Regions from separate parts of the Callithrix jacchus genome. Here region 1 is linked to region 2. Evidence: chromatin contacts called from public Hi-C data. All regions are on one chromosome and are shown on one strand. Each heading gives the region's core, a stretch centred on a gene start, on an enhancer-like site or on the middle of the called end of the contact. The rest is flanking DNA. Distances are from core to core; before and after follow the strand shown. Region 1 overlaps SYNPO2 (synaptopodin 2). Region 2 overlaps USP53 (ubiquitin specific peptidase 53).

What was found. Hi-C and Micro-C count contacts between places; a contact is called where the count stands out from the background.
Region 1: a Hi-C map of skeletal muscle shows a contact between it and region 2, with 3 times the contacts expected there. The contact joins two enhancer-like sites. A contact is called at or near these places in 2 of 3 Hi-C or Micro-C datasets (both in skeletal muscle).

The regions. Positions count from the first base shown.
Region 1 is chr3:78,512,498-78,515,763 of calJac240_pri, reverse strand. The region is part of intron 4 of SYNPO2 (synaptopodin 2); the gene reads left to right. Among named protein-coding and RNA genes, the nearest start is that of MYOZ2, 84 kb to the right of the region's middle. Within about 2 kb of position 1,288, at least 6 of the 16 cell types and tissues checked have an H3K27ac peak or open chromatin away from gene starts, as enhancers often do. A contact at or near this core is called in skeletal muscle, where this site is marked.
Region 2 is chr3:78,343,555-78,346,994 of calJac240_pri, reverse strand. All of the region lies in intron 2 of USP53 (ubiquitin specific peptidase 53), which reads left to right. It overlaps ARLN (allregulin), which reads right to left. Exons shown (of 6, transcript XR_004740699.3): 6 at 3,014-3,440. Among named protein-coding and RNA genes, the nearest start is that of USP53, 16 kb to the left of the region's middle. Within about 2 kb of position 1,299, at least 1 of the 16 cell types and tissues checked has an H3K27ac peak or open chromatin away from gene starts, as enhancers often do. A contact at or near this core is called in skeletal muscle, where this site is marked.

The DNA of each region.
Region 1 (3,266 bases), core at 39-2,538, 170 kb before region 2:
GCGCCCAGCCAGCCTATTTGCTTATTAGAACTCAGTAATGGCAAAGGGAAGCTCAACATTTTGCTGGGTTTCACTAAACAAATTCCCACAATGCTCTAGACCAAATACCTGAAACACCCACCGCTTCCAGCCAGCTAGTATTGTATATTACCAGAGTTATGCTCATTTATACCTGGCAAACAAACGAAGAACAGAATAGTGACGAGAGAAACCTTCAAATTTCGGTAACAATAATGCAGAAAATAAGGTTCCTTCCAATTTTTAAATGAAAAAGAAGACATGCTATTTTTTTAATTTAGAAAAAGCAAAAGGTAAACACTTTTAAAAAATGAACTTCACATATGATTAGATGACATAAGGTGTGTAAACCTTGAGCCCACAAGAAGTACATTTGTAGTGGTTAAGAGTGCGGATTCTAGGGCCAGACTGCCTGTCTCTGAGTTCCAGGCCTGCCTCCTGCTTACTGGGAGACTTTTGACAAAGTATTCAGTCACCCTGTGCTTCAGTACCTCAGCTGTGAAATGGAGACAATAATAGGTGTACTTCACAAGTTGTTATGAAGATTAAGTGAAACGGTGTGCATTATGTGTATAAAACAGTGCCTGGCACAGAGAAAGTATTCCACACATGCTAGCTATTCTTCTTCTTCTAAGGGGCACTCAATACACAGTAACTAGTATTTCAAAAACTTCCGATGAGGAGAACACAATACAACAAGTTATTTTGTGTTCTCTGTTAATATGAATCCTAGTTTGAGACCCACCACAACTAAAACAGAAAAAGTAGGAGTATCGCTATAAATCTCACATTGAATCTATTCCCAGGAGTCATTAATTGAGAGAGCTTTGTTTCTTCTCTTTTTCCTTCTTAATGAAGTTTATATGTTTACATTCCTCTGTATTCAGCCTGTTTGTCCATTTTTTCCTGCTTTGTGTTCATCCATTGTGCTAACATTGTTTTCGTGATAGACAAAGATGAGACCAGATTCAGAAAGACTGCTTCAGTATTTTTATAAAATAAACTTAACATCAGCTTTGAGCCTCTACTATAAAGACACTATGTTCAGTTCAAAGTACCAATATTATGTAATGAACTTAGCAATGTGAAGAGAACTCTTCTGGAGAAATGTTTGTAAACTGAACATATTCTCTAAACAGGATAGTTGGTATCCTCAGTAAGGTCCTGGTAGGATAGTTGAAGCTTAAATAGGCCTATTACACCGAAAGTGGAGCAGTTGGCAACCCTATCCCTGAGACTACCCCACTTCAGACCTGCAACAGTTGGGCTGACCTAGGAGGGCACAGCTCACAGCTGTCCTTATCCCTCCTTTCCACACTGTCCTAGGACAAAGGGTCAGCAACCTGGCCTTTTTAGAGTAATTGATCCCTTGCCTGAGAAGCATGATCACTTTCCAAAAACAGAAAGACTGAAACCTCTGCCTGAACAGAGCAAACTCCGAGCTCAGGGCAAGTGATGAAAAACAATTCTAAGAAGCTGAGCCACCGATACAGGGAGGAACTTAATATTCCAGCTGCCTTTCAAACCCAGGGAATTTTTGTGGTTTTCTGGTACTTCTAGAATCCTTCTGAGTCAGAAGGAGAAGTCAGGACTCATCTTGAAGATTAAAAAAATCAAAGCAAGCTGAGATTCTGGAAAATTTATCTGAATCCAGAATAGCTCGTGTGTCAAACACAATTAAATTGATTTAGTTTTGCTTTCCTTTTGTGCCATTTAATTACATCAAAAACAAAACAAAACTAGGTCTCTTTCTGCACTGAAAACTGTTAGTTCTTTTTTTCTCTTAGCAAGTCTAAGACTGATAAAGAGATGTTCACAAAACAATTTTCCAGAGTTAAGAATCTCTAAGGAATTGGTTGAACTAATATAAAGTACTAATTTAAGGTATCATTCCAGTCTTTCCACAATTAGGTCTTTGGCTTGGAGTTTTGTTCTTGTTTTTGTTTTTTTAATTCACACTCAGCGTCTGTTGGTTGTGACTGGACCACTTATTACTCCTTATTAAATGGTGCAGATCATAATTCTTCATGTAAGTCCAATATGGGCTAGATTTTGAATTATACATTATGAAATACCCACTGAAATGTCATAACTCATTGTGGGCAGTATTACTGAAATAAAGAGCAATGCTAGATATATTACTTAGAAATTTTAATTTTATGTTAAATGAACTAATACGATTTCCTTTATATACAGCACTTTAGTATAAGCAAACTATGCCCTTCATAGTATTGTAACATATAGCTTTCCACCTTTTGTTCCTGGTATAAAATTAAGATTTCCCCACCTCAGAGATGGTCCTACCTTAGAGATTCTGATTTACTAGGTGCATGTGGGGCCTAGGTATTTGTTTTTGTAACATACAACCCAGGTGATTTTGATGCTAGTGGGCTGTGAACTACACTTTGAAAAACACTTTTCTAACATGCAAACCACTAAGTCAACTTGATTCTTTAAAACCCATAAATAGTTTTCCTGTTTATCCAGTCAGGGACAGCCAGGCTTGTAAACTGCACCTGCTTCCACAGTCTTAGTGCCCAGTCTAAAAGGAACAGACGCTGAAGCACCCATCTTGCCGATTTTATTTCAAACGTCCAAGAGATGGCAGCAAACTCTCTTTCCCGCTCAGTGCTTCATAGGCAGCCATTCTAAAGTTTGCTGCGTTACAATTTGCTTTGAATTTTTTTTAAAAAAGACTAAAGGGGGCCTTGAGATGTGATTTTTATCTGACTCCCTGCCTTTATTCAAGAATGAGTATAAATGTTTCTAGGAATGGAATAGAATGATACATTTTTATTATCTAGAAAAAGGATTGAATTTCCTTGGCTGTTTTTTCTTATCTCTGGGGCAAATGATTGTATGACTTCCCTTGATTGTAGGGCCCTAGACTCTGTTATCTTCAAATCCAAAATGTTCTTACTAATAACTAGCTTAAACCTATCTGGCAGTAATCTAAACATTCTTATTTTGGGATCTAGGCTAAAGGAAAATTTTGAAGCACTTGGAATGCTTATTAGCTTTTTAAAATGAAAATAAATATGATTATAAAATTTTCAAAAGAAAAAGGAAGTTCATTCACTTTATGCATCATAGGGAAAAAGCCCAATATTTTTGTTTAACTTCAACATTAATCTTAACAAACAGAGTAGTACGTCGACAAAATGCAGTATTAGTCAGAGGCTGCTTACATGTTAGAAGAGTGTACAGAACAAAGAAACAGGAAGGCCCACTTGGTGACAGCTTTGATC
Region 2 (3,440 bases), core at 50-2,549:
ACTTCAGGAGATGTGGTCATGGGTGTTTACAATGTGCTTTTCACAGGATACTTCTTTTTCCTGGCATATGACCTAATGCCTTAGTGTCCCTGACCCTCGACAGGTGTCCCTCTCACAGGAAACTTGTTTATACTGGCAGATGCCCTTGTGACTCTTGTCTTACCTGTGTTGAGTTTATTTCTATCAAGATAGCCATTCTCTAGGAGAGTCCTGACCAGAAAAGAAGCTGAATTCAGGTGTAATTGGGTGAGATACACAGGATACGACTCACCAAAACATGAAATAACAGAAGCAGTTTATTACTTACAAATCCAGAGACAAGAGGGCAGCACGTCTCCTATGGCCAACTGGAAGTGGGGAGCCACTGATACATGCACATTCAACCACTGGGTGGGGAACAAAAGACAGAGAGAGGGGAACTTGTGGGCCAAAACCTTTACCGGGGCCCAGGGTATTGCCTAGGTGGGTTTCCTGTAGGGAGTTCTAATTGGTGGGTTTAGAGTATGTGGGTACATGTTCCATGGAGTCACTGTGACTGAAAGGTGGTCACTGTGGCATATCTGCACAGCCTGTGCATGCTGTGTGAGTCAGCAGGTCAAGTTATGTGGTTTGAATTTCACTGACCACCTATAAAGAGGTGGTGAGTAGGAAGCAGTTGTATGAAGTAGATGTCTGTATTAACCACACTGAGGAACTAGGAGGAGGTAGAAAACTGGAAACTGTCAGGCTTAACAGAGCACTGCTTCTGGTATGAGAAAATCCAGCTTATGTTCAAAGTGGATGCAGAGGTAACACAAAATTATAGGAATTCACTGCAAACACCCTGTTAGCAATTATGTTCCTAATGATAGATATTTACTTTATTTCTTTCATTATTTACTGCTATAACCTAATATATCTCAATAAAAATAGTACTTTTATTTCTGGGGTATAGATTCTCAGTATTGAGTTTTAGGGGTTGAAGTGTGTTAAGTTTTTAACTTTAATAGTTGTGGCCATGTTGATATAATATTGCCAGAGGGTATAATAGTATGATTACATTTCTTGTTAGCCGTGAAAGAAAGTACCTTTTCCCTTTTATTCTCACCAACAGTGTTTTAGTATTTTTGTCAGTGTGATAAAAATGAAGTACCTTTCAACTACTGTACTAGATCCCTCCCACCTGCCAGTTTTGTTGATTCTCTAGCAGGACTCACAGAGCTCAGCATATAGTTATATGCATTGCTGTGATTTATTACAGTGAAAGGATATAAAGCAAAATCAGCAGACAGAGAAGGAGCAGGAGGTGAAGTCAGCCCGAAACCAGGCACAAACTTCCAATTGTCTTCTACAAGTGGAGTCACACAGGGCACACTGATTTCTCCAGCAACAGATTGTGATGACACATGTAAAATGTTGTGTACCAGGAAGCTCATTAGAGATTCAGTACTTAACATTTTATTGTGGGATGGTCACATAAGCATCCTCTGCCTGGAATGTACCACAATTGCAGTGTTCCAGAAGGAAAACAGGTATTCAGGATAAAAATTTTGTTTGTGCAGTTTAGCTATAGTGACCCACTCTTATCAGTGTGTTGGAAAGCCTCCCCAAATCTTGAGTTCCCAAAGGTCAGCCTTGCAAGCAGACCATTGTAAGGATGGCAGTCTAAGGGGTGCTATGTAAAGTCTTTTCTTTTGCTCTTTTTAAAAAACATTTCATATGAATGGAATCATATAATATATGGTCTTTTGTGACTGACTGCTTATACTTTGCTTAGTGTTTTTAATGTTCGTTCATGTTGTAATATATGTTGCTTCTTCATTTTTTAATGGCTGAATAATATTTCATTGTATGAATATACATAACACATTTTGTTCATCCATTGACTGGTTGATGGACATTTGGATTGTTTCCCCTTTTTGAATATTATGAATAATGCTGTGTTAGCTATTTTCTTCACAGCCTCCCAAATGTTTATTGAGAGAATAAATACAGACTCACATTTGCATTCTCATAAGAAACCACGCTTGTCATTATTCTTTTCAGTTGTATGTTATTCCTTTGACGTATCGGTAGATTATGTTTGCTAGCATTTTATTTATAATTTTTGTACCTATAATCATGTCAAATTGGTATGAGGTTTATCATGTTTTGATAATAAGGATATGTTAGCTTTATGAAATGATTTGGGGATTCTTACTGTTTTATTTACCCTGTGGCCTGCAGTGATTTAACACTAGAATCAACAGTTATTTGAAGTTTAGAATTTGTCTATCCAGATGCCATTTAAAATGAAATAACTTTTATCTCTTTTCCATTTTCTTCTAAACTAGTCTTTTTAAGCTTTTCATTTTTTCTTGTATTCTTTCCATTGCTTATGTGTCTAGTCATTTCTCCTTTGTCAATTTTATTAGTGTTCATGTTTCTCTCTCTCTCTCTTTTTTTTTTTTTTTTTTTAACCTTAATCAGGCCTTTTGTAAAGATATCTGTTAGTTTTTGTAAAATTTTAGTTTGGGATTTATTTTTTTTATTGTTTATCAGTTGACTTGGAAATCTCCTTTTTTCAAGTTAGTATAAGGTTTCACAGTTTTTGTCCTACTTCTCTTTTTTACTACATCATGTTTGGATTCTTTGAGTTACACATCCTGTTTGTATCTGAGTTTTTCAGTCTTTAATTCTGGGAAATTCTTAATCATTTCTAGACATATCTACTTATATCCCTCTCTAGGAATCTTATTGGATAGATATTGACATTTAATTATTTTAATCATGTCTCATAGCTTTTGAGAAGTGTTTATGTTTTCTACTTCCTTATTCCTTTTTTAATGCTTTGTAGGAGAATTGCTTGATCTGAACTTGTTGCTCACTAGTATGTTCTTGTCCTGTATTCAGTTTTCTAGTTAACCTGTCGAGTTTTTTATTTCAGCAGTTTAAAAAATCTATACATATCTTCAATTGGTGAATATTTATGCTTGTTTTAAATTTACGTTCTCTTTAGTCTTTTTTCTCATGGTATAAAGTTCAGTTTATTGTCTTTCTTTTGTTGTGCTCATACTCTCCAAGTGTCTAGTTGTATTTTTCATGGAAGTACCAAGTTATGAGCTAGTAGTATTTGCCTGGGAGGAGGGTGAAAGACTAGGCTCTAACTTGTGTCTTTGCGTGATTTCATGGAGCAAAGGTGGGGGTGTATGGGCTTGATTCGGGGTGATACAGTTTGAGAATTGGTGCCAAAAAGGAACTTCCTGTTGACTTGCCAACGAGGCATGATCTTCTCTAGAACCTGCTTTCCTTATTCTATGTATGCAGTGCGGTGAGGACAGAACACACAGAGTCCTTGCCAATCACCTGAACTTGTTACCGTTTCCCAAACTGCTTGTCTTCTGGTGCTTTCCTGATATAGTAATCTCCTGTATCATCCAGATGGCACTGGGGTGGTAGCAGAGCCGTTCTGTTTCATTGTA